2 separate regions of the Astyanax mexicanus genome follow, and region 1 is linked to region 2. Evidence: chromatin contacts called from public Hi-C data. All regions are on one chromosome and are shown on one strand. Each heading gives the region's core, a stretch centred on a gene start, on an enhancer-like site or on the middle of the called end of the contact. The rest is flanking DNA. Distances are from core to core; before and after follow the strand shown.

Region 1 (6,638 bases), core at 500-2,999, 120 kb after region 2:
ACTATCCAACAAGTTACCACATGTTAGACTGAGCCTGTGGTAAATGTGCTAAAAACACAAACAAGCTAGTTCATGCTTAACTGCAATAGAAGCATAAACTCATTTTTTGAAAGTACTTACATCTCCTTCTTTTGCTGACTTGCCACAGACAGTAGGTACAGATCCCTCCTTCAAAAGAAGTCTGCTGGCTAATCCTGCCGTGTACTCCGGTGAGAGTTGACGAATGAGGGGGGGGCTATTCAGCTTTTCTTATTGTGTCATATTAGTTTTATCAGAAAAACGTGCTTCCCGCCAGTACGTTCCATGTGAACAATCTTTAAGTGGGATCTTTAAATCCTTTGGATTTTTTCAAGAGTAAACCATTAACATATATAAGCAATTTAACTATTAAAAAAATACTTATTGACATATTTTATTGACACACCCAGACAATGTATCGGACTGTAGTGTACGTGTTAAAACAAATCATGTTAAAACAAGCATGTTAAAAGTGTGCTGTTGAAAATATTGGAAATATAAGCTTACTGTAAATAAATGGAAGCGCTTTACTCACCCAAATAAACAGTTTTCTGGAGAGATATTTGTGTAGATTAACATCCAGCACTCGTTTGACTTAAATCCTAACCGGACGGGATTAGTTTCTCAGGGAGCCATCTGAGAACAATATTTCACACTCCTACTCAGTGATAAAACTCTTGCATCTGAACTGGTGAGTTTTTCGGCTTTCTTGGTCACATGACATCACATTCAGTAGGAAATAGTAAGGAAACGCGCACCCAAAGTGTTATTACTATGCAAAGCAGTGGACAAAAAGCAATTTTATTAAATGTGAGGAGATGAAACTCAGAGATGTGCGTCTAGACGGGACTAAAATTTTAACTAAAATCACGGAGGACCCCCCCATAAAAGAGAAAATTACCCAAGGACCCCCTGAGTAACTAATCCTGTCCAGATAGGGCTTCAGAAAAATATATATATATTTTTTTTTACCATAGCCTTATGATACGATGCACATAACTGTATATAAATGTATGGTGCGTTTTGTGGTTTTGTGGTTATTTTTTGTACACATGACTCACACTGAAACTACCAGAGGAGGTGAATTTGAGTCATTCATATTTGAATAAGTTATAAATGCACGCTAAAACTATTAGCATGCACAGGCCTACTAGACATGGGGCACTGGCAGACAGCATGATGAAGTAAAAAAAAAAAATATATATATATATATATATATATATACTGTTGGGTGCAGAAAGCAGCATGTTAAACTCTGGAGGGAAGTTTTAAAGCTAAAGAAAAACTTGCGAGGAGTGGGATTGCGATGGTAGTTTAATAGTTTTGGTGCATCAGTGGGAAAATAAGAGTTATAAATGTATGTTCTGCACACGGTACTTGATTAGATGGTGTTTATTTAGAATAAACAGTTGATTTATATGTGTTTGCGCCTGTGCACGCTTAAAAATCCTACTTATCTAATTTGAAATGTACTAATTTCTTATTCCCGCGGAGGGAGGGCGAGCCGCTGACTTGAACAGCTGCTTCATGACCCAAAAAACTGTCAGTCTTTCCCTGGAATAAATTGTGGAGTGGTCCATGTTGGCGGCGGGGAGGAGCGGACTGCGGGAAGAGCAGCTCCGGACACATCTGAACAATATCTGCGCGAGTTTTCAGCTCAGTTCGTATTTAAAACAAATTCTAAAACGATTTAATGCGATTAAAACACGAAAATCACACGTTTAACGCCTTAAATCTGAGCCAAACGCACGCGGCTCCCCCCGCCGCCCGGAGCCCGTGTGCAGGCGGCCCTGTAGTAGAATCAATTCACAGAGTGGGGAGCTTGAAACCGGCGGGCGGCTCGCGCTTGTTGTGAGCTGAGTTTGGGGGAGAGAAGTGTTGAGCACAGTTTGTGTTTCTGAGCTTCGCGAAAGTTTCTAACCCACTAAAAACAAGTTAAAACCTCCAAAATTACCCCAAATAAATCGATATAACCGCACAAAACCAACCCAGCCAGGTTAAAAACCCTCCACAGCCGAGCGGAACCGCCTGACAGGACCGAACCGAAGCAGCAGCAGCACGGACTCACCGTTTACTCCATAAGCTTCCCTGATAGCTCCTGAAAGAACATTAAATAAACGTTGTTTGTTGCATGCATTACATCATAATTTAATGTTTATAATGTAAATGCAATCCTAAAACAACATACTATGATAGCGAGAATATGGAATAAACGTTGAATGAACGTTTGTTGGTCGTATTAAATTAGTTAATGCTGTCCATTTCTAAAACGAATCACCGTGATAGGAAAAAAACATTAAATAAACGTTAAATAAACATTTGTTTGTCGTATTACATAATTTAATGTTAATAATGAAGAAAGGAATCATGAAACAACATATAGACAGTATTTTATATCAACTAACAAAACCTATCATGATAAATAAGTTAAATAAACGTTGTTTTTTTATTGCATTGGATCTTTTAATGTTAATAATTGAAACACAATCCTAAAACAACCTACACTCATAGCAAAGAACATTGAATTAACATTGAATAAACATTGTTTTTGCTTTCATTACATTATTTAATGTTAACAATGGCATTATACCATTTAATAAATGTTGAATAAACGTGTTTTTTCGGTTGAATCACATCTTTTATAGTTAATAATGGAAAAAAAACAACAACCCTAGAACACTCAAAATGAGTTTCTCTGATGTTACTATTTATTGGTATATGTTTGAGTTAAATGAACAATGCTGTTTTGTTCTATAAACTACAAACAACATTTTCCCCAAATTTCAACTAAAAATGATGAGATTTAGAGTATTTATCGGCAGTTCTGCTTGGTTCGATGGCTTGTGACCATCCATCGTTTTCTTATTGACTATATTCCAGAATATTCGGGAGAAATGTTATCAGTAGTTCGTGGAATAAAACAACTATGTTTATGTTACTCAGACATTTTTCTGTCTGTGTGCATTTTCACATCTTTGTCAACAGCCAGTCAGTGAATTTGGTGAATTTATTATACCAACATTACAGTAAATAGTGTATTTAAAGCACTAAAACCATTAGCCTCTCTTTGGCTGCTGCTCTGTGTGTGGTTGATACACTTATGGCTGGTCCATTTCTTCCAGATCAGGATACCGGACGGGTCACAGTTCCCCAAGCCCTGGCATCAGCCCTGAGCTCTGAGATCCTCCCAGCTCCCCAAACGAGGTTCAGTAGCTCCCTCTGTGTGAGGAAAAGAGCAACAACACACACCACCAACATCTGATCATCACTGTAATGTTCTTATCTTATAAAGAACAGTATTGATCTTAAAAATCCAGTGAAAGAGAAATTAATACTACAAGATACTCAACAATACATTACTTTAAACTACCAAGAGCCAAAACCAATTACCAAAACCAATGTGTCAAACACTCATTTACAGAGCCTTTAAAGAGTGGAACTGCATTGCCTGATCCACTACTCAACACTAATAGCAAAACCAGAGGTTTAACAAAGTACCTTTACTTTGTTAAAATTCTACTCAAGGAAAAGTAAAAGTACCCATCTAAAAATCTACTCGAGTAAAAGTAAAAAAGTACTCAATTTAAAATGTACTTTGAGTAAAAGTTACATAGTTACTTTTAATTATTTGATGTAAAAAAGTAAAAAAACAAATCATAAATACTTTTTTAAAAGTTTTTAATAAACTATTATTCCACATAATAATCTGGACCTTTCAGGCAGTATTTTTTCAGACCACTCCATAAAACATTTTCAAGAACAAGTGGCATAGGTTACTAAATGATCAATTTTTTTTTCTTTACTATTAAATGTTTATGGTCATATAGGTGACTATAAACTGTATTTTTATAGTTTTACAGGTCATTATTATTTTTACCTTGCCATTGCTATGCTTTAACTGCTATTTACATGTTTTTTTTAAATATATTTAAGCAGATTGTTTAATGATAAAAGTACTTACACCACATACTTTATCTAAAGATCATGGACGGTACATTAATGTTTGTGTACTTGCAGAATGGGGGCTATATAAGGAATGAATTTAAAATAGTAATTAACAGTCATAGCAGTCATTTTCTTAAACAAATTCTTAATCCTACAATCATTATTCTGTGTATGTATTTTGTATGAATTTGTGTACATCTATACACTCTATACAGCTATATGTTGTACTTGTCTTTCTTTTTGTTTTAATTGCTTACTGTTTTGTTTATTTATTCATTCATTTGTAAAGAACTTTTATTTTTTTCACGCCCTCGCTACGTTTTCCTGTGTTTTCCCCATTTCCTAGTGTGTTTCTCCAGTAGTTTTCCGTCACGTGTGTGTAATTTGTAGCTCCGCCCCTCGTTACCTGTCTCCCCAGGTGTTCATTGTTTCTTGTTCTTCGTTTAGTTTGTATTATTTGTTTATATCTCTTGTTTGTTACTATTTACGTATTTATCCTTGTACATATTCCCTAGCCCTGTTTAGTTATTATCTGTTTTACGCTACTCCCTGTTTCTTTGTTTATGTATATATATTTATTCGTTATTTCCCTGTTTGTTTATTTGTTTATTTGCTATTTATTAAAGTCTTGTTCTTACCCGCATATAAGTCCGCCTCCCGTCTGCTCTGCTTCACCCACCTTCTGCTTCCCGCTTGTTACAATTTTGTTATGTGCATTTAACTATGACGTGTGATTTATATATGTATAAGACGTCAGATCTCAGCTAATTTTTATCCAAATAAAACAATAAAACAATCTAGAAGTTGATCCTCTGTGGAGTCTTTAATAATTGCAGTGTTTAGTTCAGTCTTTCTCACTGTGTAAAGCTTATGGTTAAGATTTACTTTCTTTTAAAAAAAAAACAAGTACACCAGAATCTCTTTAATACCATTATTTATTTTCTCAAAAAGACTGAATTTTATTGCTTTCCCAAAAAATATGTGTATAATTAGTCGCTGTATTTGCACACATCCTCCCACATGATTAGTGTCACCCAATTTGTTTCCTCATTATTTCAGGTGTTATGAAATATCTTTAAAGAAATTTAAAGATGATTTTCTTTTTTATTTTCACTTAATACAAACATTAATCCAAGTAATTTAAAGTGGACTATGCACTAGATTTCATTACAGTGGTCTTGATATGCCAATCGCTATTCCCTTTAAGAGGCAGGTGAGCTCTGACTTCGGCGCGTTCGTATCTTAACAGTACAGTGCTTTTGTGCGTCTCAGCTGAGACAGATACTAACCTCATCGTTCCCGCTGTGAAGATACACCAGCAGCTTATTTAAGGGAGCAACAATGTTATTTTATTTTTTATTCTGTTTATTGTTGAGTTAAAAGCTGGATTTGCATCCATATGTGTGTGTGTGTGTGTGTGTGTGTGTAAGAAGTGGGGGTGTACATGTGCTGAGGGCTCACAGTGTGCACAACGCTCCTGCATTGCTATGGTAGGACTGGATGGCTGACTGTTGATTGTTGTCAGGGTTTTAATTAGTCAGTGGCGCACCTGTATTTCCCACCGCCAAGATAGAAACACACCAGATATTTACCAGAACACACCTCACTTCCAGACCACTGCGCCAATTAGTGTAGATACATATTCATAAACTCAGTCACTATTTTAATGTCGCAGGAAGATAGCAAAGAGCATTGAGTCACGCCTCAAGCCTCAAATGTCCTTTAATGTGTTTAAAAATGTTGGGAAAAAAAGTGTGTGGCACATTTTTTTTTTGTTAAACCCAAAAATATCTATATCACAGCCCACCATCTGTGAATAATAGTGCAGCTGCATGTTGCACGCACTTTCTGCAGACATTCTATGGATTGTACATCACCCACCCAGGCTGTTTTGGATGTGAAATGCAGTCTGTATTGTGCTTTATAGCAGCTGCTGATAAGATGTTCGCAATATTGTGGCTATTTCTATCTTTGTCATGGTGGAGTGTGTCATTTCCGGTACGAGACATCTAGAAGAGCTTAACAATCAGGGCAGGCTATTACTAGAACCCCCGACCTCACTTCCCTCCACCCCTCTCTCTCTCTCTATCTATTTCTCTCTTTATCTCAGTGTCTCTTGACCACAGTGCTCACATGTTGGAATATATAAGTGTTGAAGGGCCCCTCTACTCAACCCAGGACCCCACCGGACCTGATCCGAGACGTTCAAAAGTACAGACAGACAGAAGCGAGGCGGCTGAATGCCGGAATGGCGGCTCGCCGTCACGAACAGGCTGGTGTGTGTTCTTGTGTGTGAGAGGGAGAGAACCGGCACCGGTGCGTCATGTCTTCGGCCTGTGAGTCATCAACTAAAGCTCAACAATGAGCAGCCCCCCCCATCCCATACCAACCCCCCACCCCTTAGCTACCAATCACATATCACAGCTTGACGCAAACTGCAAGGAGCCTTCGGGCCCTTTTAACACACGCGTCACCCATCCTCTGACTGTATGTGTGTGTGTGTGCGTGCACGTGAGTGAGCAAGAAAGACAACGTGCTCATTAAACACACGTTCAAGAATATGTCCATTACTGGTCACAAGTGTTAGAACAACTCCTTTTTTTTTTTTTTAGTAGTCCACAAGCAATGCTGCAACACCCCGGATGCTGAGTATAATACGCAGGCCAAAAGTTTGG
Region 2 (7,383 bases), core at 4,814-7,313:
CCTAGGAGTAATGAGGGGAAAAGGCTGTACTGCATCTACTGTACCCACCCAGAGAGAGAGACCAAGGTCAATTGTGCTCTCTCAGGGCTCCGGCAGCTGATGGCAGGCTGCATGAACAGGATTCGAACCAGCGATCTCGTATCATTAATAGCTCAATTATTCCTACAGAACAAGAGTTCCTATACAGTTCCATTCCTGTATCCTTGATAAACTAGAGTAACCTAGAAACCAGCCTAGACTGAGACTGTAAGAAATACAAGGTAGCCGAGGTATTTCATTGACTGTACAGAAAATATATTTTATACATAACCACACACACACACTCACACACATACACATACCCACACAGGTTTCAAATACATGGTTTAATATCATGATATCATCCACCAAAGCCCTGGAGTGCGGATTCTAATACAAAGGTGGGTTTCTAAAAGTCGCCCTGAGGAGAAAGCAGGCCTGGTGTGGTCAGGCCAGTGCGGAGAGACGCTGACCGCAACACGCTGCCCGGACGTACAGAGAGACGAACCCCAGCAGACAGAGACGGAACAGGAGCCTGTCTGTTGGGTAAGAACTCCGGTGGGCACTGCCAGCTTGAGGATCTCAGGAAAACCAAGTTTACACTGTGCAGAGAGTGGACAAGCCACACGGGCTGCAGACTGTGTGCGTGTGTGTGTGTGTGTGTGTGTGTGTGTGTTGGTTTGGCTTTCACAGCTAAGTGGAGTGCTGTTACCACTGGATGAGCTGGGCAGGGCTGGGAAGAAGCGCAATGGAAGCAGTGTCAGATATCTGACCGTCTAAAAGATGATGATGATTGTGTGTGGACTCAGTACAGTAACACCAAACCACCCACAAGGAGTACCAGACCAAGGCAACCACCTCTGGGATACCAAAGCAACCACCTAGAAACACTAGCAAACCCTATAAAACTCTACAGAAACCACATAGAAACACCAAAAAGTTTTTTGCTTAAATACAGCAGCTGTACCCCCTAGCAAGCAATATGCAACTCCACACCAACCACCTAGGATACAACAGTAGTGGTAGTAGTAGTCACTTATCAACAATACATCATCCATCTATTAACCTCCTAACAACTAGAAAGCACCTTTTGTTAAACCATAGCAACCATGCAGCAGCCAGTTGAAAACACACTAGCAACTACATAGACAACTGCATATATATGATATAGCAACCACCTGGGATACCATAGCAACTACACAGCAAGGGTTCATACACTTTTAACCCAATACATTTCCATGCTTTTTCATGACTTTTACAAGTCTTCAAGGCATATTTTCATGACCATACAGTCTTTAAAACATCACTACAGAGATTGTCAATAAAACTGCAACTAGAGCTCCATCGTGTGGGACTACATTAATGAGCAAACTCTGAGCTGATGTATTTGTTAGCTCAATATAGCTTTTTTCAGTCGATAAATGGAAACACAATTTCCGTGACTTTACCAAAACTTTCTGGGTATTTTTATTTTTCCTAAACTTATCCAGGCCTGGAAATTCGTATTTTAAAATTAAAGCACTTTTCCAGGTTTTACATGACCGTACGAACCCTGAACTACCTAGCGAATACTTAAAAATCACCTTGCAACACCTTAGCAACCCCCTAGCTTAACATATTAACTACCTTGCAACAACCTGAGCAACCCCATAGCAAACACCTATCAATTTAAACACAACACATAGAAGTAACTAAGCTAGCTAGCAGTAAATGAGCTGACTTTCTGAGGAATCAAACTATGATGACGGAAATCATTCTGTTATCAGTTTTAGCTGCTTTATTGTTATGCAAATTACATAAAGAGGCTGTGCAACAACACAACTATGACCCTAAACTAAATCAGTTCTCCTACAGTGTCAGTCTACCATATTCAAGCAGTGAAGAATATTTGACTTCTGTCTGACTATTCCTTCCTTCAGTCTGTCTGTCTGTCTGTCTGTCCGTGTGTCTGTCCGTGTGTGTGTGTGTGTGTGTGTGAGGGCGTTGTACAGCGTCAGGCTGTGCAATATTAATGTGCTACTGAGGGTGGGTGGGTTTGAGTGGAGGAGAGTCTTCAGCAGTGGGGAGGACCCTGAATAATTCATCTGCTCCAGAGCCAATGACTTTAGGTATGGAGACTGTGTGTGTGGGGGGGTGGGGGGGGAGGTTATGAGAGAAAGACAGAGAGATAGATAGTGAGAGATAGTTAGAGAGATAGTGAGAAAGAAAGAGAGAGAGAGAGAGAGAGAGAGGGATGGGCACAAAGCGTCCTCGTCTTACACGAGGGCAGATGAAACGATGTAGTGATGTTTCAATTATTAAACCCTTGGACTGACTACAGGGTTGTGTATTTTCCTGGCCACTTTATTGGAAACCCCTATACCTTGTAGCACAGTTGGGGTTGGACCTGCTTCCCTTGTCTGTGGTCAGTTTTGAGCTAGAGAGCAACTCCATACTGGATGTGTTTGGATGGAGGACCTGTTCTCAGTCTAACAGTAACATGCCTGACACTCTTTGTATGAATTAAGGATGCACCAAAATATGTGACAATATATATGACATATATATATTTTCACCACTAAATAAACGCCATAAAATGCCATAGTACAAAATTACAATGTAAATATTTATTGACATAACAACAAAGCACAACACATTTACTGCATCGGTGCTATTCTAATCCCGAATTTACCTCAGCAGTGTTTTTTAATCATGAATTTTACCCAGTAGTGCTATTGTGGTCACACATTTAGCTACCTCAGCAGTGCAATTTTAGTCATATATTTAAATCAATAGGGATATTTTAGTCATAGATTTATCTCAACACTGTTATTTTAGTCATACATTTACTTCAATGTATAAATGTACCTCACATATAAGCTCAAATAGCTTATATGTGCAATGTACAGCTTGTAACTTTTTGATGGAAAACAGACAATCTGGGAAAAAGTATGAACTGATACCAGGTGGTGATACTGTGATGCGTGATATTGATATATTTAATTTATGAGAGTAGAGTGTAAAAAACATAACATTAACATAAACCTTCAGTTTGTCAGCTATAAAGTTGTCAATCTGTAAATACACAGAAAGTGCATTTATTTATTTATTTTTTGCCATTTTTAGACAAATAATTTTGGTTGCCAAATATTCATTGCATCCCTATTATCAATACCACAAACGCTGCATATCAGTGGCACTGCTGTGCTTATGAGAAAGGTCCAAAGCCTCATTTGGTCAGTGTTTTTGAGTGGTAGACTCAAAAAAGGCCTACCAATAGATCTTTTTTATATAAAATTGCTGACAGCTATGTACTAGGTGGGAGCTTTGAATAAAGTGGCTGTTCTGCGAGTGGATGTGTGTATACGTGTGTGTATATATGTGCGTGTGTGTGTGTGTGTGTGAGGGTGGGCGGTGTATGAAAGACTTCTGAGATCACAGGTCTCCAGCACGATCCTTAACTAACCATCCAAAGCGCCGCATCGCTCCCTGAGCGCGCCCCGGGTCCGTTTCCTCAGCGCCATCGTTAATCTTCGGGCTCAGTGCTACTTCCTAGGGTCAGTTCATTAGAGGATGTGTGTGTGTGTGGGCGAGTGTGTGTGGGTGTGTCTTACCTGGCCGTGGGGTCCCATCATGGGGTTGCTGGGGTTGTGTGGGGGAGGCTGTGCGTGGGGAGACGGCTGCGACCCGGGAGGGCCCTTTAAGAGAGAAGAGGGAGATGAGACACGAAACGAGGGCGCTAGTGCTGCTGTTGGGGCCTGCTGCTGCTCCATCGACACACACACACACACACACTTACTGAGATATATACACACACACACACACACACACACATACAAGTGCTGCACTGGGGAAACCACCACTACTGAGTCCGTCCTGCTGGGTACAACCTAATAGCAAAGACATTTACGGTACTACTTCATGCTGCACCAACTGCTGACACAGACGTGCAAATGCACTCGTGCACACACACACACACACAGCTAAACACACACCATATTATTAAGTGCATCAACAGACATCTATTTTCTTACATAAGGCGCACTGGATTTTAAGGCACATTTTAAGGGGCTGGGTAACTAAGTTAAGTAAAGCTAAGCTAAGTAAACAAAACTGTAACAAAAAAAAAATACATTCTTTAAAATCCAACGAGTGCTGGATCAACTTTCATTTATTTACAGTAAGCTTAGATTCCCAAGGCTAGAGCATTAGCATTAGCTGGCTAACCGCTCCAGCAATGCTAGCCAGGGTTAGGAGCAGGATAAAGGCTGATAATACTCCTCTCTGAAAGGGGAACTAGTGAGCCCGGACAGCGAGTAATGCTAATGCTACTCCAGCAGCGCTTGCCAGGGTTAGGAGCAGGCTACATGCCCATAATAACCCCCTCTGAACAGGGAAACAGTGAACCCAGATTTCATGTTGAAACAATGAATGAGTATTTGGTCCAATACATCTGTAATACACTGTTCTTTCCAACCCAACTACTTTCAGAGGGAAAACCACAAATCTGGCAACCACACATGGAAGCTCAGAAACCAGTTCCCTGAAGCAGGGTCTGATGGCATCAGTTCTAGTCTAAAAGATTTGCTTCCTTGTTTCCACTAGTTGTACTGATGCTACAATGGCACAAAATGACCCTATCATTAAATTTCAAGACAGATGCTCAGCCCAAGTAGTTATCCACTTTGTTTGGGAAACAGCAAATCTGGCAACCGCATGGTGAAAAGAACCAACCACTCATTCACCAGTCCTCAGTAGTGGGGTCTGGCAGCATTGTTCCTAGAAGAATTCTGTACTTTGGAGATTTCAGCATGGAAACTTTACTAATCTATCATAAAAAAAGCCAGTCTAAATCCATTCCCCCATTGGTTCTACAATGTCGCAGACTGCTTGGACCGTAGTGATTGCCACTTGCAATGTAATTTGAGGATGATCAGTAGCAGTTATCCAATTTACTGGGGAAACCCGCAAATCTGGAAACCCCACAGGGAAAAGAACCAGCGAATGCAGAGAACAGTGAAAATAGCGCACTGTTTCTGGTTGCTGTGGTGAAGCTGTAGCTTAAAATCTGCTTAAACTGTTTACACAATCTAAATACAGACTCATTACTGATTTCAGACTGTTAGGCAGTTACACTACAATGGATTTTCTCAAGCTTACTGCTCCCTTTATTTACTTGTGTGTTTGTTTTGTGACAGTAATGATACAAATACACACATTTCTATTTGCAGAAAATGAAAAAAAAAATAGCTGAATTAACAACAAAGATGAAGAGCTTTCAGACCTCAAATTATAATAATATAAAAAAAGTTTAATATTCAGAAATCAGTATTTGGTGGAATAACCCTGGTTTCTAATCACAGGTTTCTCGTATCTTGGCATGTTCTCCTCCACCAGTCTTACACACTGCTTTTGGATAACTTTATGCCACTCCTGGTGCAAAAGCAGTTCAGTTTGGTTTGATGGCTTGTGATCATCCATCTTTCTCTTGATTATATTCCAGTGGTTTTCAATTTGATAAAATCATGGGAAAACAATCATTACGTGGTCTCTTATTTCTTTTCCAGAGCTGTATGTGTTGTCTGTACTTATTTATGTTTTGCTATGTTGAATTGTACACCTTACATACCTTCATACATACTTTATTCATGTTTACCTGCTTCTGTTATAATATTACCTAGAAATTTACAGTGAACACTCGTGCAGATAAAAGCTATTAATTAATTAAGCAATAAACAGAACTTTTTATTTACTAAATGTATTGCAATGCTGCTCCAAATGACAACACAAATATCAAGGTTCCATCATAAGAACTGAAGAGCCAGAACTAGCAATGCAATGCCCTTCTCTCGCTCGTATCTGAATGAGAAGCATATGGTCTTTACAAGGCCTCGGATGCCAGAGGGAAGCGTATCAGTCTCAGCCAATGGCCTGGGCTCTGGAGTGTCTCTCCCTCTTTCTCTCTCTCTCTCAGACACACACACACTCAGCAAATCATCTTCATTCCCTACCCAGCTAAAGAGATAACAGCCTGCGAGGCTATCAAAACAGTGCCCTCCATTCGCCTTTCCTGCGGTCCTGCAGGGACAGTTAGTGCAACGGCATTCACTCCAACATGCCCTCACACACACACACTCTTCACCAATGCCCATCTACACACACACACACACACACTTCATTTAGAGATGTAATTGCTTGTCTCCACCACTTGGGGGCACTGTTGACAAAGCAAACATCCCTTTATCATTCAGTAACTGAATGTTACCAAAAAGAAAGTGGCCGAAAGTTTGTGGACACCTGCGCGTCGAAATCTGTTTCTCTTACAGCCAAACATTTATTTTAGAATACACTGTTGTGAGCATGCATATAAACTGCAAACAAACACAATTAAACTTAATACAATGAATAGTAAATTAAACACAACACAAACTGCTTTTAAGAATATTACTATTATCAAAATATCAAAAAAAAATTATTGTGTCAAAATTTGCATTGTTAATCGCTTAAAAAAATTAATCAGATTAAAAACAACAATATTCTGTGATGAACTGTGAATCATCTCATTTGTTCTTTTTAGGACGCAAGTTTTTATAGTGGATATTTAAATATAAATGAAAGAATGAATTATAAGAAATGTAAAATGCAATTACATTCATATTAGTGCTGTCAATTTAAAAATTACTAGCATATACTTTATTGTATGTTTGAGGGGAGATAAAGTCAATGTAGGGCGCCGAAATAAAGAATGCATGATACATTGGATAAATTAAACTTTTTTTTTTTTTTTTTACTTTATTGGAAACATTTCAGCTTGATTGTAGAGATTTCTGAAATAGAACTTTATTTTTGCTGAGCATAAAAGAGCGTTTTCACACCTGTAGTTGTGAAAGTTTCTATGGTCCGGAACAGCTGATGAGTTTCTTTTACTTGAAGCTTTTCTCCCTTTGTTTGGTTTGGTTTGGGTTCACACAGGCATAAACCTAAATGCATCTGATTGCACACCAATTAACCACGTGAGCTCATTGTCTCCTCTGATTGGTCAGAGCTGTCTGGTGAGTAAGAGTAAGAAAGTAAATATAGTGAGAAGATTCTGTGCAGTGTGAAGCTGCTGTGCTTTCAAATGCAGTGTTTTCAATGGGATGTGCAGTGCAGACATGAGCAGTGAACACAGCACAGACTGTGCTCAGTGTGTAAACAGCATGGAGCAGCAGAGACAGCCTTTGTTCATAGCAGTATTTTATCTGGCTTATATATAAGATTAAATAGCACCTTATCAGCAGCTTAGCTCAATCAAACCTATAAAAGTATAATTGATAGCTGGTCGGTCGAGACCAGATCACAACTTCCTCAGGGCAGATTACTGCAGGAGTTGGGGTAAAACTTGGA

What was found. Hi-C and Micro-C count contacts between places; a contact is called where the count stands out from the background.
Region 1: a contact with region 2 is called in a Hi-C map of muscle, with 14 times the contacts expected there. The contact joins two enhancer-like sites. A contact is called at or near these places in 2 of 3 Hi-C or Micro-C datasets (blood and muscle).

The regions. Positions count from the first base shown.
Region 1 is chr8:54,623,837-54,630,474 of AstMex3_surface, forward strand. No RefSeq gene overlaps it. Among protein-coding and RNA genes, the nearest start is that of zgc:110158, 28 kb to the left of the region's middle. Within about 2 kb of position 1,750, the one cell type or tissue checked has an H3K27ac peak away from gene starts, as active enhancers do.
Region 2 is chr8:54,501,093-54,508,475 of AstMex3_surface, forward strand. The region is part of intron 5 of zgc:110158 (LisH and SSDP domain-containing protein); the gene reads right to left. Among protein-coding and RNA genes, the nearest start is that of znf622, 23 kb to the left of the region's middle. Within about 2 kb of position 6,064, the one cell type or tissue checked has an H3K27ac peak away from gene starts, as active enhancers do.